Linked DNA regions of Zea mays: all the other regions are linked to region 4. The links are chromatin contacts, called in public Hi-C maps. All regions are on one chromosome and are shown on one strand. The core of a region is the stretch at or near the end of the contact, and the rest is flanking DNA. Distances in the headings are between cores, read along the strand shown.

Evidence for each region. A called contact is a pair of places that touch in the nucleus more often than the background predicts.
Region 1: a Hi-C map of leaf mesophyll shows a contact between it and region 4, with 2.4 times the contacts expected there. The contact joins the promoter of LOC100037822 here to the promoter of LOC100281427 in region 4. A contact is called at or near these places in 7 of 25 Hi-C or Micro-C datasets (bundle sheath, ear, endosperm and 4 more).
Region 2: a contact with region 4 is called in a Hi-C map of leaf, with 6 times the contacts expected there. The contact joins the promoter of LOC100274458 here to the promoter of LOC100281427 in region 4. A contact is called at or near these places in 2 of 25 Hi-C or Micro-C datasets (leaf and tassel).
Region 3: a Hi-C map of leaf shows a contact between it and region 4, with 7 times the contacts expected there. The contact joins the enhancer-like site here to the promoter of LOC100281427 in region 4. A contact is called at or near these places in 3 of 25 Hi-C or Micro-C datasets (ear, leaf and tassel).

Annotation. Positions count from the first base shown.
Region 1 is chr2:57,358,230-57,361,708 of Zm-B73-REFERENCE-NAM-5.0, forward strand. It overlaps LOC100037822 (aluminum-induced transporter), which reads left to right and starts at 2,157. Exons shown (of 6, transcript NM_001112522.2): 1 at 2,157-2,585; 2 at 2,864-3,004; 3 at 3,237-3,479. The coding sequence starts at 2,276.
Region 2 is chr2:57,187,880-57,191,270 of Zm-B73-REFERENCE-NAM-5.0, forward strand. LOC100274458 (ubiquitin-protein ligase) reads left to right here and starts at 1,793. Exons shown (of 1, transcript NM_001148817.1): 1 at 1,793-3,391. The coding sequence starts at 1,934. The coding sequence ends at 3,280.
Region 3 is chr2:57,242,144-57,245,211 of Zm-B73-REFERENCE-NAM-5.0, forward strand. No RefSeq gene overlaps it. Among protein-coding and RNA genes, the nearest start is that of LOC100274458, 54 kb to the left of the region's middle. Within about 2 kb of position 1,303, at least 16 of the 20 cell types and tissues checked have an H3K27ac peak or open chromatin away from gene starts, as enhancers often do. A contact at or near this core is called in ear, leaf and tassel, where this site is marked.
Region 4 is chr2:56,902,965-56,906,434 of Zm-B73-REFERENCE-NAM-5.0, forward strand. It overlaps LOC100281427, which reads left to right and starts at 1,514. Exons shown (of 8, transcript NM_001368010.1): 1 at 1,514-1,797.

The DNA.
Region 1 (3,479 bases), core at 907-3,406, 460 kb after region 4:
GGCAGTGTGCGTGCAGGCAGGGGCGCTGGGCATAGGAGGCGGCGTGCCGCGTGCGCACTGCATGCAGAGCGTAAGCTATAGCTTGCTGGGCAGCAGCGACGAAAGACATAAGAAGCCTGCCATATGTGGATCCTCTATGTCTCTATATGTATCGGCCTCTCGTCACCTCAGTCGGCCGTCTTTGGCAGTGGTGACTTGGTGTTGGTGAGCCAATGAACCTCTATTTTCCCATCCTGAGTTGAGTGAGTTCCTACTCAGTATTGTTTAATTGCTTATTTGCACATCAGGACACGTAAAATATATAAAAAAGCAACCCAAACAATTGATGATTGATCATTAAGTCGAAGATATAACATTTTCTGAATTAGTTAACTACTTGTTTAAGTCAATTTTACCTTAAATTGTAATTATTATGTTCAAATGTTGTTTATATGTGCCATTAGTTATGCATTTGCACGGTTTAATTTTTTTTAGCTGATACAAATCTTTTTAGTGTTATATCTGTTGGCCCTACTCTTAGAGAGATCCTGGCTCCGCCACTGCTCAAGGATATAGATGATGCAGGAGTGTTTTGCATTTTTAATATAAATTTAGAATCGGATAGGAAAAAGTCATAGGAAGCAAATCCGAATATAGTGTGACATTAAAACGAATATTCATATGGGATCTTTGGGAGTCTTTTTTAACATCGGGATCCATATATCCCTAGTGCAAATGCATTGAACAAGGCTCATAAATTTGGCGTCCCGGCAGAATAGAAGTGCATGCTTGAACTAATGTTTTAACGAGATTGTTTTTTAGGGCTAGTTTAGAAACTTAAATCCTCTCTAGGAAGTTATCGGAAATCTTAAAGAGGAATTAATAATATATTTGGTTTGATATCAAAGTAGGATGAGACGGGAGGCGACATCGTCCCCTCGATTTTTTAAAAGCACGCTGTCACAAAAAAATTGTTCGGTGTTTACCTCGACCCTGCGTGACTCTCATCCAAACATTATATAAACTGCAGCCGTCCCGTTTTATCACTCCTTATGCATGCAACCAAACACACCCTAAATTTCTAAACCAGCCTTTAATAGGATTATAGTAAATTTCTAAACCAGCCTTTAATAGGATTATAGTATATCAATGTGATAAGCTACATTTGAGGTGTACCTAAAATCAAGCAAAAAGAGGTAGATTGATAAGTCATGTGGCGTCTCGATTGCTAGCCGTAGCCTAGTTGCGTAGTAGCAGGGGGGCGGCATGCATGCGTACAGCAAAAACCATGACCTCACCTTTTTCCTTTCGGCGTGGTTCTTTTTAATAAAAAATGGTGCGCAGAATGGCTTCTAGTACATGCCAGTGCCACAGGTGCTAAAGGAGGTGTTTTTTAAAATCAAAGAAATCCTTTGGGCGCCGCTCATCGCATTTATAATCTATATATATTGAGAAGTCAGAGGGTGGGGATCTGTTTCAGAGACGTCGTACCACTACTCCGTACAGATCATAGATGAGTCATCGATCGTATATAGGTGCAGTCATGCCGTGCGTTTGTGCGGCGGCCGCTGAAAGGCAACAAGACCAAGATGCGTTCTACCTCGTCCGACCGACCAGCAGCTGCAGACATGTGTACACAGGTCAAAAGAGATCGATCTGTGTTGTTCTTCGCCTGCATGCATATGCACAATCTCACCGTACGTACGTGTTGCGGCCTTGCATGCCCTGCCACTGCACAAGGACAAGGACAATCGTCCTCGTCGACAGGAGACGCCACAGACCTGAATCAGAAGACAGGTCGCAGCCAGCTCAAACGACCCGGCATGCGTGCATGCCTAGGCATGGCTGCCTTCGAGTTTGCGCAGTTGGGCACATGAACAGGGCAAGAGCAACCACCCACGCGGCGTGGTGGCGAGAAACAAGCAAGGCAGCAGCAGCAAGCGGAACTGCGACACGAAAGAGAGCTCTAGGCTCTCGCACCGACCGATCGACGTCGTCGCGAGCCAAGATTCCGCACAAAAAGGCCGGCGGCCACGGCACACGCACACGCTTTTGGCTGCCGTGTTGCGGTGCCCCGTTATCCCGAAGCCGCTGCCGGCCGGTTGATCTCCTCCTCCCCTCCGCAGCTCCGCTTATATAAGCCCTCCGTGCCCGCGCCTCAATGGAGACATGCACCACGCACGCGCGGCACCACATCTAGTAGAGCCTGCCTACCGCCCCACTGTCGTCGTCATTAATTCACCAGGCTAGAGCTAGCTAGCTGGCTCTACCGCCGTTCCCCGATCGAGCGTCCGTCATGGAGATTGATGAGATGGAGAGCGGTGTCGTCAATGGAAGCGGCGGCGGCGGGTCGTTCCGGCGGGCGAGGTGCTGGGAGCTGCTGTGCTCGGCGGCGGGCATGCTCTGGGGCAAGGTCGTCGGGTTCGCCCGCAAGCTGGGCAGGATCGCGAGGGACGACCCCCGGCGGGTGGCGCACTCCATCAAGGTCGGCCTGGCGCTCACGCTCGTGTCCGTGCTCTACTACGTCAGGCCGCTCTTCAACAACTGGGGGGTGTCCACCATGTGGGCCGTGCTCACCGTCGTCGTCGTCATGGAGTACACCGTCGGTACGTACGTACGTACGTCGTGGTACGGATCGTTCCGTCGCACGTATATACACACAAGCAGCTAACTAGCCGATCGATCGTGAGCAGGTCGTTGTAGATATATTAGTGTATATATACATGCTGTGTACGTATATACGCACACGTATATAGTAGCTGTGTTGCGTTACAAGCAGCCATTATTCACAGTTTCACACAGTAGAACTGTAGAAACAATAAATATATGGTGACGAGTTCTTGGTGCGCGCGGGGTGTGTTCATGTCATGTATGTGTGTGGCAGGTGGCACGCTGAGCAAAGGCCTGAACAGAGCGTGCGGGACGCTGGCCGCCGGCTTCATCGCCGTCGGGGCTCACAAGGTGGCCTACCTGTGCGGCGACAAGGCCGAGCCCGTGCTGCTCGCCGTCTTCGTCTTCTTGCTCTGTACGTACACGATTAATTTATTAATTTGCGTCGGCCATGCACGTTTATTACCCTCCCGTGCCTGTAGACCATTTTTACCACGCACGTACGCATGTTCGCCATGCGCGAAGCTAAGCAAGAGCGGTTGGCCAGCCGTGCACGTACGTACGTACGGTGGCCGCCGTTGCTTTCTTGACACACGAGTCGTCGACAGTCGTCGTCAGTCGTCACCATGCACTATGTATTATTGCAGCGTCGGCGGCGACGTTCTCGCGGTTCATCCCGGAGGTGAAGGCGCGGTACGACTACGGCGTGACCATCTTCATCCTCACCTTCAGCCTGGTGGCCGTGTCCAGCTACCGCGTCGACGAGCTCATCCGCCTCGCCCACCAGCGCTTCTCCACCATCGTCGTCGGCGTCGGCACATGCCTCTGCACCACCGTCTTCGTCTTCCCGGTCTGGGCCGGGGAGGACCTCCACAGGCTCGCCATCGGAA
Region 2 (3,391 bases), core at 543-3,042, 290 kb after region 4:
CAAGCAACGTGATCAAGGACACACTTTTCTCACTTAGAACGTGATCAAGGACACACTTTTCTCACTTAGCAAATTCCTATTGCTTAGATGCTTTTGCAGGTTGAGCTTTAGATCCCTGTATCGAGGATTTTTCCTATAAATTCACATACCGGGTTATAACTTCAATATTGTGCGTTAAATTAGAGATACACACAAGCCACACATTGACATGCATGGTGGGCATAGAGCTATTTCGCATGATTAAACTAGAATGTATTACAACATTGATAGGAGCTCTTACATGTCTGAAGATTGGGATGATCCACCTCATCAAGACAGGACGTGGGGAGAACCACACCATGGTAAGAGGTATGAGAAACATTAATACATGAGAGCAGAGTGATGTGGCTACATGGAAGCACTCCCCATAAGAAACACTATGCAAATCCTTTGGTATGACCTAGGCAGTTGCCCCTATGGCGTTGCACAGTGTCAATTTCTATTAATAAAAAGACTAAAACAAGGTTATCATTTAGGCCATGTTGAGTTATTTCTGTGTTTCATGGATTGCAAGGGATTGGAAATAAAATATGAAGAATTTTGACTTGCTATGGATTGAAACCCACTCAATCCCCTCTAATCAATATAGATTTTAATGAAACCTAACAAGCCCTTAATGAAGTTTGAAACCATGCATGTTAGGATTACTCTAGACCAGTGTTTTAAATAGCGGGAAAATGAATTTATCCCCAAACTTTCAAAAAATGCAAATATTGTGATATATCGCGATATAGCTAGATATATCGGGCTAAACAACGTAACTTTTCGCTGATAAAAAGGATATATCGGGATATATCGACCGCTATAGCTGGCTATTTAAAATCTTGCTTTAGACCTCCGAAGCAGTAAGCCACAAGGGCATTATAATCATATTCTTCCGAAGGTCCAAAATTTAAATAATTTGTTGAGCGGGTCCCTCATAGCCCATATCTTCTTCCCTTCATTCGAAAGATGCAATCAGAGCATATAATACGCACATGAAATTGCATATATACAGCCCCAACCGAGAACTGCAGCGGGCATTAATTCGGTTGACGTTATCCTACTAGCAGTGAAATTAATTGAAGATTGAAACTTGAAAATTTCCGAGCTGATCAGCAGCTGACGCGAGACATTGTCAAAGGCAGCGAGTCGAACGAAGGAAGAGTCGACGGGGTAGGCTCTAGGATAATAAACAAAACTAATTTAAGGGTCTGCTTAGATCCCTCTACTTTTAAATGAAGTCAGATTCTTCAACACCGTGGAATTGTAACATCCTACTATCAGTTTTCTCTGAGAATTCAGAATTTAGAAACTAACCAAAACTGATGCAAAAGCAGTGCCTAAATCCATGCAGGAGCAAGGTCAAAGGCGCGGAACATTTCGTGGTCCGTGCTCGTGCCTCGCGGTGGCCGCCCCGCGCCGTCCGGCAACCATGTACGACCCGGTGGACCTTCGCTTCCGATCCCGCGCGACCAACGGTGATCTCGCTATTAATTTCGCAGCGCGGGCGCGGGCGCGGCCGCCATATTTATTTTCTCTTCCACTTCCACACCAACCAGAGCTCTGGATCAACCACCACCTGCGTCAAACCACGCTCCTTGCATTGCTCACCCTTCGTAAACAGTGCTGGTAGAAAAGAATCCACCGAACCAAGACCGGCGGCACCCACTTGTCCGTGAACCTCGCGGCTCGTCTCTCTTCTTCTCCTATCTTCTTCCTCTCCTGTATAAAAGCTTATTCGCCCCCCGTCCCATTCTGCTCCAGAACCTTTCCCGTTTTGACCACAGACTCTTTCTCTCTCCACTTTCTAGCCTTGTAGCTAGCTAGCTAGCTTCATGCGTAGATAGGTGCGCAGCAGGTAAACGACGCGCAAGGTGTGCTGCGTGCTGCGCAGGCAGGATCAATAGAATCCATGGAGCGGGCGCGGGCGCGGGCGCCGGCTCTGGCTCTGGCGCCGGTGGAGGTTCCCAAGTTCTTCGTGTGCCCGATCTCGCTGGAGGTCATGCGGGACCCGGTCACGCTGTCGTCGGGGATCACCTACGACCGCGACAGCATCGAGCGCTGGCTGTTCACCGACGGGCACGGCGACTGCCCCGTCACCAAGCTGCCGCTGGGCGCCGACGACCTCGAGCCCACGCCCAACCACACGCTCCGGCGGCTCATCCAGTCCTGGTGCGCCGCGCACGCCGTCGAGCGGTTCCCCACCCCGCGCCCACCGGTCGACGCCGACCGCGTCGCCGCGATCGTGGGCTGCGCCAAGAAGGGTGGCCAGCAGGAAGTGCTGGCCGCGCTCAGGGAGCTCGCGGACATCATCGGGGAGAGCGACCGCAACCGGCGCTGCGTCGAGGGCGTGCCAGAAGCCGTGGAGTTCCTCGTGTCCGTCGTCAAGAAACACGCCGCAGGCACGTCGTCGTCCAAGCCTCTCGGCGGATGCAGATCCCAAGAGGAGCCGATGTGCGGCGTGCCGGACTCCCCTAAGGCGTGCTCGCCGGAGGAGGCGGCTCTGAGCATCTTGCATTCTCTCAAGCTCTCCGAGGCGAGCCTGAAGAGAGCCTTGGAGAGCAGCGACGGTTTCGTGGACACCTTAGCGTCCGTGCTGCGCTGGCCGCCGAACTACCGGGCGCGCACGTACGCGATGCACCTGCTGAAGGCGGCGCTGTCGGCGATGCAGCCCTCGCAGCTGAGCTCGGCGAGCACGGATCTGGTCGAGGGCGTCGTGAGGGTGGTGGCAGACCGGACGTTGTCGCCCAAGGCGATCAAGGTGGCGCTTCACGTGCTCTGCCGGCTTTGCCCGTGGGGCCGCAACCGCGTCAAGGCAGTCGAGGCCGGCGCCGTGGCGGCGGTGGTGGAGCTGCTCCTCAACGTGGGGTGCGGGTGCGGTGGCAGCAACGGCAAGCGGGCGGTGGAGCTCGCGGTGGTTGCCATCGATCATCTGTGCGGCTGCGCAGAAGGGCGGTTGGAGCTCGTGGCCCACCCGGCAGGGCTGGCTGTTGTTGCGCGAGCCGCGACGCGGCTGTCCCCCACCGCCACCGAGAGCGCGGTGCGCGCGCTGCACGCGGTGGCCAGGCACTCCGCGACCCCCGCGGTGCTGCAGGAGATGCTTGCCGTCGGAGTAGTAGCGAGGCTGCTGTACCTGGTGCAGGCCGGCGCATCGGGCGAGCGCCCGAGGGAGAGGGCGCGGGAGATGCTCAAGATGCACGCCAGAGTTTGGAGGGGCTCGCCGTGCTTGGCGTCGCACATGGCATCCTACCCTTGTTGATATCGCATGCCAGCGTTCCGCAGCCAACCAAGACCGATCACCATTTGCATTTGGTCACTATTCTCGCGTTTGATCTAGTCGTCTGTTTGTTCGTCGTCTCATACCTAATCA
Region 3 (3,068 bases), core at 53-2,552, 340 kb after region 4:
GGACAGACATGACATTTATGCCTTTTCTACGGTCTGTTTAGTTCGTTGTTTAATTTACTATAATTTATTTAAAATTAGTTTTTCAATTCAAATGATTAACATTAAGTAAAGTGTGGTGTAATTAGCCACGAACTAAACAGACCACGCTACTCGGTGTATAGCGATGATCACGAAGGTGTACAGTAGCGAATAAGTAGAGAATCTATGATTTAAAGTTAGGGTAATCCAATTTTATAAAATCAATAAATAAAAAAGTTTGCATTTATACAACGTATGAGAATCAAAAGAGACAAATTAGTCAAAACTATATATATAATTTAGCACGATCAAAATCAGAGGGTGGGCGAGGCCCACCCTGTCCACCCAATGGAGGTGTGCAACCAGGGATGATAATGGATCGGGTTCGGGTTGGATGGAGCAAAAATCCACCCGCGACCGCACCCGTGAAGACTACCGAAACCTGTCCATGATCGCACCTGTGGGTGCAATTCCAAACCCGCACTCGAACCTATCGGGTTTCGGGTGGATTTCGGGTCACCCGCGGGTGCAATACCAAAACCGCACCCGAATCCACCCATCGGGATTCGGGTGGGTTTTAGGTCGCTCGCGGTTTTTACTGAGTGTACACTTTTAAATAATAATTTGACAATAGGCACTTAAGTAGCAACAATAGTTAAGTTATATGTACAAATTTAAGCCTTTTTACGTTGTGCAGCCACAAAACATTTCTTGAATCATTAGCCAAGTTACTTTTTCAAAATAATTACTATTGTATCTTAATTATTTTTGCACAAAATAAAGAATGAAACAAATTTCGGGCCGGGAATGGGTCACCCGCGAGTTGAAATAGAAACCCGCACCCACACCCGCGAAACTTCGGGTCAGGTGCGACCGTGCGAGTTACACCCGTGGGTCAAAATCTTCACCCATACCCGCACCCGTTGGGTCGGGTACCCGTAGGGGGTGATAATGGACTCTAAATTTTACATTATAAGATTTAAGAATCGAATCAGATTATGATCGAACTCTATTTCTATTCCATTTTGAACTAAATTTTATTTTGAATCCTATCATTATGTGAAGTATTTGGATCACGATTTATTACCATCCCTAGATACCCATCGGATTTGGGGTTCGCGGCTTAAAATATGGGCAACGGCATCGCGGTCGGCTGCCTGCTGCTGTTTGAGCGAGGGCTTCGGCCCGAGCTCGCCATAGCGGCGGGAGGCTGGAGATGCATGTGGAGGAACTCTAATAGTTGGGCTGATATTCAGTAGCGGCGGCATCCACCTGGGCTGGATTGGCAGTACACGGCACGCCCAGGTTTCGATAGCTGGTCTGCCCTGCTTGCCATATCAACGGACGGACCAGGGCTTGCTACTATGGGCCAAATTGGTGTCTTTTAGATCCGGTAACAACAATTAACTTTTGTTATACATTCACAGAAATTTAATTTTGCCTCAGAATTTCTAGATTTGAATTCGTGCAGTATATCAGAACCTACGACTAATTATTAGACTTTTAGGCTGATGTTTTTATGCATTTGTACATATCTGTTTTCTGTCAACAATTGTACTATACATTTGTGTGTTAGGTATGTTTGTGCTTCATACCCCTTATTTACACAATATATATATATATATATATATATATATATATATATATATATATATATATATATATATATATATATATATATATATATATATATATATATATACACGGCGGCACTAAAATGCACCTGGGTGCATTCTCTATATTGAATGCACCCACCTGCAATAACACCTCGAGCACGTCTCGACCTCCTGTATGCGCGCCTTCTTGCCCCCCGCCGCCGCGCGCCTCCCTGTTCCCGCGCCACCCTCTCCCCCACCGCCGCCGAGTGCCACCCTCTCTCCCACCGCCGCCGAGCGCCACCCTCTTCCCCACCGCCGCCGAGCGCCTCCCTGTCCCCGCGCCGTCGCGTGCCTCCCTGTCCCCGCGCCGCCGCGCGCCTCTCTGTCAGCGCGCCTCCATGTCCCTCGCATTAGGTGTGATTGCAACTGCTGTATAATTCTACCCAAATATCTGTTAAAAATGTAAACACAATGATTGCAACTGCTGGTGTATTGTAATTGCAACTGCTGGTGTGGTGTGGATGCAACTGCTGAGTTGCTCTGATGTGATTGCAAGTACTGAATAACTCTGGAAATTTTGTTAAAAAAATATGATTGCAACTGCTGGTCTGGTGTAATTGCAACTGCTGGTCTGGTGTGATTGCAACTTCTATATAACTATGTCCAAAAATTTGTTAAACAAACAATGATTGCAACTGCTGTCTGGTGTAATTGCAACTGTTGGTCTGGTGTGATTGCAACTTCTTTATAACTATGTTCAAAAATTTGTTAAACAAACAATGATTGCAACTGTTGTCTGGTGTAATTGCAACTGCTGGTCTGGTGTGATTGCAACTTCTATATAACTATGTCCAAAAATCTGTTAAACAAACAATGATTGCAACTATTGTCTGGTGTGATTGCAACTGCTTTCTAGTGTAATTGCAACTGCTGGTCTGGTGTGATTCCAACTTCTATATAACTATGTCCAAAAATCTGTTAAACAAAACAATGATTGCAACTACTGTCTGTTGTAATTGCAACTGCTGGTCTGATGTGATTGCAACTTATGTGAAGAGGTTGAGTCGTTCGTGGAGAAAGAGGGGCGTGGGCGGGAAAGTGAAAAGGTTCTGTCGGGAGCGGGCGGGAGCGACAAAGACGTGCAGGAGGGACGAAGACGGACGAAGACGACCTGGGTGGGACGGTTGGCTCGGACCTGGCGCGTAGGTTCGGCCTGGGTGCATTCTCTATATTGAATGCACCCAGGTGTAATATATAAAAACAGTATATATATATATATATATATATATATATATATATATATATATATATATATATATATATATATATATATATATATATATATATATATATATATATAGGGTAGGTATAACGGGAGCCGTGGGCTTCGGATATTAAAGGAAGCCCAGGTCGGTTCCCGAGGTCTGGTCGCTGGGACAGGCGCGCCTGTGT
Region 4 (3,470 bases), core at 264-2,763:
CTCCTGGCAAGTTCACGGCCACATGTTCAGGCGTTGTTTACATGGTGTGGGGGCAGAAGAGACAAAGTACGCCTCTTTTTTTATATAAAAAATAAGAAGGAAGAACTACGAAGCGAGGCTTTGACTTTGCTTCTCATACGCATACTGCATACATAGGGCTTAAGCAATGCTATTCCTTCAGTTGGTTACAGTAACAAGAGCACTCCCGAATCCCGATACTGACGATCTGTCTATTCTGTTCGTTGGTTTGGTGTTCCAAGCCTTAGTTAAACGTGTACTACTATAAATTGGTACAGTAGGCGTCAGTAGCTAGGGTCATCTGCAGCGCAGGCCTTAACCTTTACCCCGAGTCCCCGACCGTGTCCGTGGCTGCGACGGCCGGGGCAGCAGACCCTGCCTCCTGAATCCGGACCAGCGACCGCCGGGCGCCGGCTGCCCGGCCGGCCGGCCGGCTGGCAGCCTGGCACCTGCTGCTCGCTTCTCCTGTCACAGCACCAATTGTTCAACTCAGGTGCGCAGCGCAATTGTTCCCCACTTGGCACTTGTTTTTGGTTTGCTGAATTATGTTCAGCCCATTTGGCAACATGTTACAAATACCGAAGCAGCAAACTAGAAGGCCAGCACCACCAAAGCCAGGGAACTTTTGGCTTGCTAATCAATCAATCAGAGTATGCTCGTAAACTGCTGGATCATACATACAGCAGTATCTCGGTTCATTGTTGGGCTTAATCTCTATATGTTAACATAAACAGCACCTGGAAGAGAAAAAAAAAGAATGCTACTAGTGCACACCATTCCGTTTCCCGTGTAAAGTGCTGCTAGCTAGTTAGTGTGCCCGTGGTAGCCTGGTAGGAAGAACAATCGGCAAAAGCGTGACCTTGCTTGCCCCGTGCTCGGATGCAAAAGTATGTATTCATTCATGTCCTTTGACAGCCTAAAAAGTGGGTTCGGTCATCAGGACTCGGCAGAGCTGGGAGACGACGACGGTGGGCGATTCGTGACTTGATTTAATCCAGGCCACTAGTTCCCTTCTTCCACCACCACATGCACCTGTGATGCGATGCAGTCTGGACTACTTGCACACGGGGATCACGCTTTATTTCGTCTGCAGGATGGATCAGTGCTTCGGATGCCTTGCGCTGTTTTTTTTTTGTATGGTGAGATGCCAACAAGTATGTAGTAACGTAAGGTTCCAGTAACTTTTCTGGCTCCTTTTTTATCTGAACCAGTGCCCTGCCCTAGCGAACGACATGTCGCTGCTGGTACGACCTCGTCGCCTTTCGTCAATTTTTTTTTTATCTGATGACGAAAGGACATGCTCTGATAGGGAGAAGAGTCGTAGCACAGGAATCCAGGGGCCGGCGAGCCGGCCCACCCTGGCCCGAGTCCGGCCCCGAGAAAGCGACGCCACGCGGCCAATTGGAAGACCGCGTCGGGGGTCAGCCCACGCCCGCCCAGCATAATAAGAGCGCCTGCCAATTGAGAGACGGAGACAAAACGCCCGCCTTGGAAACCAAGACCACCAGAGACGACGGACGGACGGACGGAGACCGGAGCAAACGAGGCGGCCGGGGTCCGGAGCAGAGGACGCGTCCAATACTACAACAGGAGCGCCCGATCCTTCCCATCCCCCAAGCTCGCCCGCCTCCGATTCCCGCTGTCCTGTCCCCTCCAAACACCCTCCCGCCGAAGGCCTCCGATCCAGGCCGCAACCGGGATGGCGCGTGCCGGCGGGAGGAGGTCGGCGGCGGCGCCGGCGGCTTCGGGAGAGCCCTCCGTCGAGTGCTCTCGCGGCGGGTGAGTGCCGTGCCTCTGAATTCTCGGTGCTCTCTCTTCCGTTTTAGGCGCCGCGATCCGCTTTGGCTTCTCCGCTCCGCCCGTCTGGTTTTTTTGTTTTTTTTTGTTTTTGTTTTTTTACCTACCATCTCGATCGGTTTGGTTGCGCGCGTGAGTGATTGGAACGGTTCGAGCTGCTCCGAAAGAGCACCGTCGCGGCGCGTCGCCCACATTTGATTCACATCAAATACAGAGTGGTGAGTACTACCCAATACCATGCAAAAATAAGCCCCGGATACCAGCGCTGGATTTTAGGGGAAAAAGTCGCCCTGACCCCTGACTCCGCGCGCCTCCGTTTTCGCTTTCGAATTTCTGTCGGGTCGGGTCGGGTCGGGTCGGGAATGGACCTAGAGCGGCGTCGCCCTTTCGAACGGAAGCCGTAGCCACATTTATTATTAACACATCCTCCTCCGGTTGGGACTGGGAGGACCGGAGGCCGAATTGTATTGGCGCGGTGACCCGCAGAGCACATGCAACCGAACCAAGCGCTTCGCCTTCTGTTCATATTCTGTCAAACAATCCAACGCTACCAGTAGTCAATTATTTCGGTTCACGGAAGGGTATCTAAACTTGTGTTGTTGTTGTTGTTGTTTTTTTGAGACTTCGACTCTGCATTTCTGCATATATGTAGGAATTAGGTTCTGCCGTAATTTTGTTTCTCTCTCCACCGGAGCAGTTCCTCTGGACTGAAAGGCCGCAACTTTAGTGGCCATGTAGTACTACTACGCGGGAAGAGCGAGCGAGCGGAGTTTAAGTTTACTACGCCCCTACGCCTGCCGGCCGGGCCGCGTAGAGCCGCAGACGCGTAGAGCCGCCGGCAGGCCCCCCTGCTCCCCCCCCTCCCCGCTTTCCCATCCACGGTACGCTACGGCACAGTGCGCGGGGCGCGGCAGAGGCTGTTTTTTTTTTATTACGGGACACTACCCTAGTCGAGAGAATCCTTTTTTTTTTACTTCCGAGCGTCTTCATTGTCGCTAGCCTTTCCGCGCTGTTTTTCGCTGCTGCTCCTCCAGTTTCTCGGGATCCGTGTGGGTTGTTGTTGCTCCGTCCGTCCGGTGGGATTCCCTATGTGCGGCGGCTTCAGGTGTACGGGTGTCGAGTTGTTGCCTTGGTGGTGAGCATCGTCAGGAGTGCACGACAGAGGCCGGGTCGGGGATTAAGGTTAACCTCGGCCGCCATATTAGTTTAGTGGTGGTTAGCCTTGTGCTTTCTTTTCGTTTGCTTTGTTCTTGACAACCTGTGTCAGTTCACAGTTGTGGGCCTGGTGAGCACTGCTGTATTTACTAGCAATTGCTTTGATTTGCTTGAAATGGCAGTGGTTTGCATTGCTCCGCGAGTGAGGATTTTCAGTTCGGTCTGAGTATCTTGCTATATGCTGCCGCGCTTTTGGCCCATCTCGGCGAACTTTCCTCTCGTCATTCGTGGTACTGTAAACAGTGAACTGCTTTCGGCGAACTGCTTCCGAACTAAACTTTTTTGGGTATCTCTTGTTTTGCAGTACCATTTTATGCAGACCTTCATACTTTGCTTTGTGTATACCTTTTTTTTGAGTAATTGACCTAGCTACATCATCCTGCTTTGCTTAATAGTCCTACTCGTATGTATCTTTAATGTAAGCAGAATTTACTTTTGGT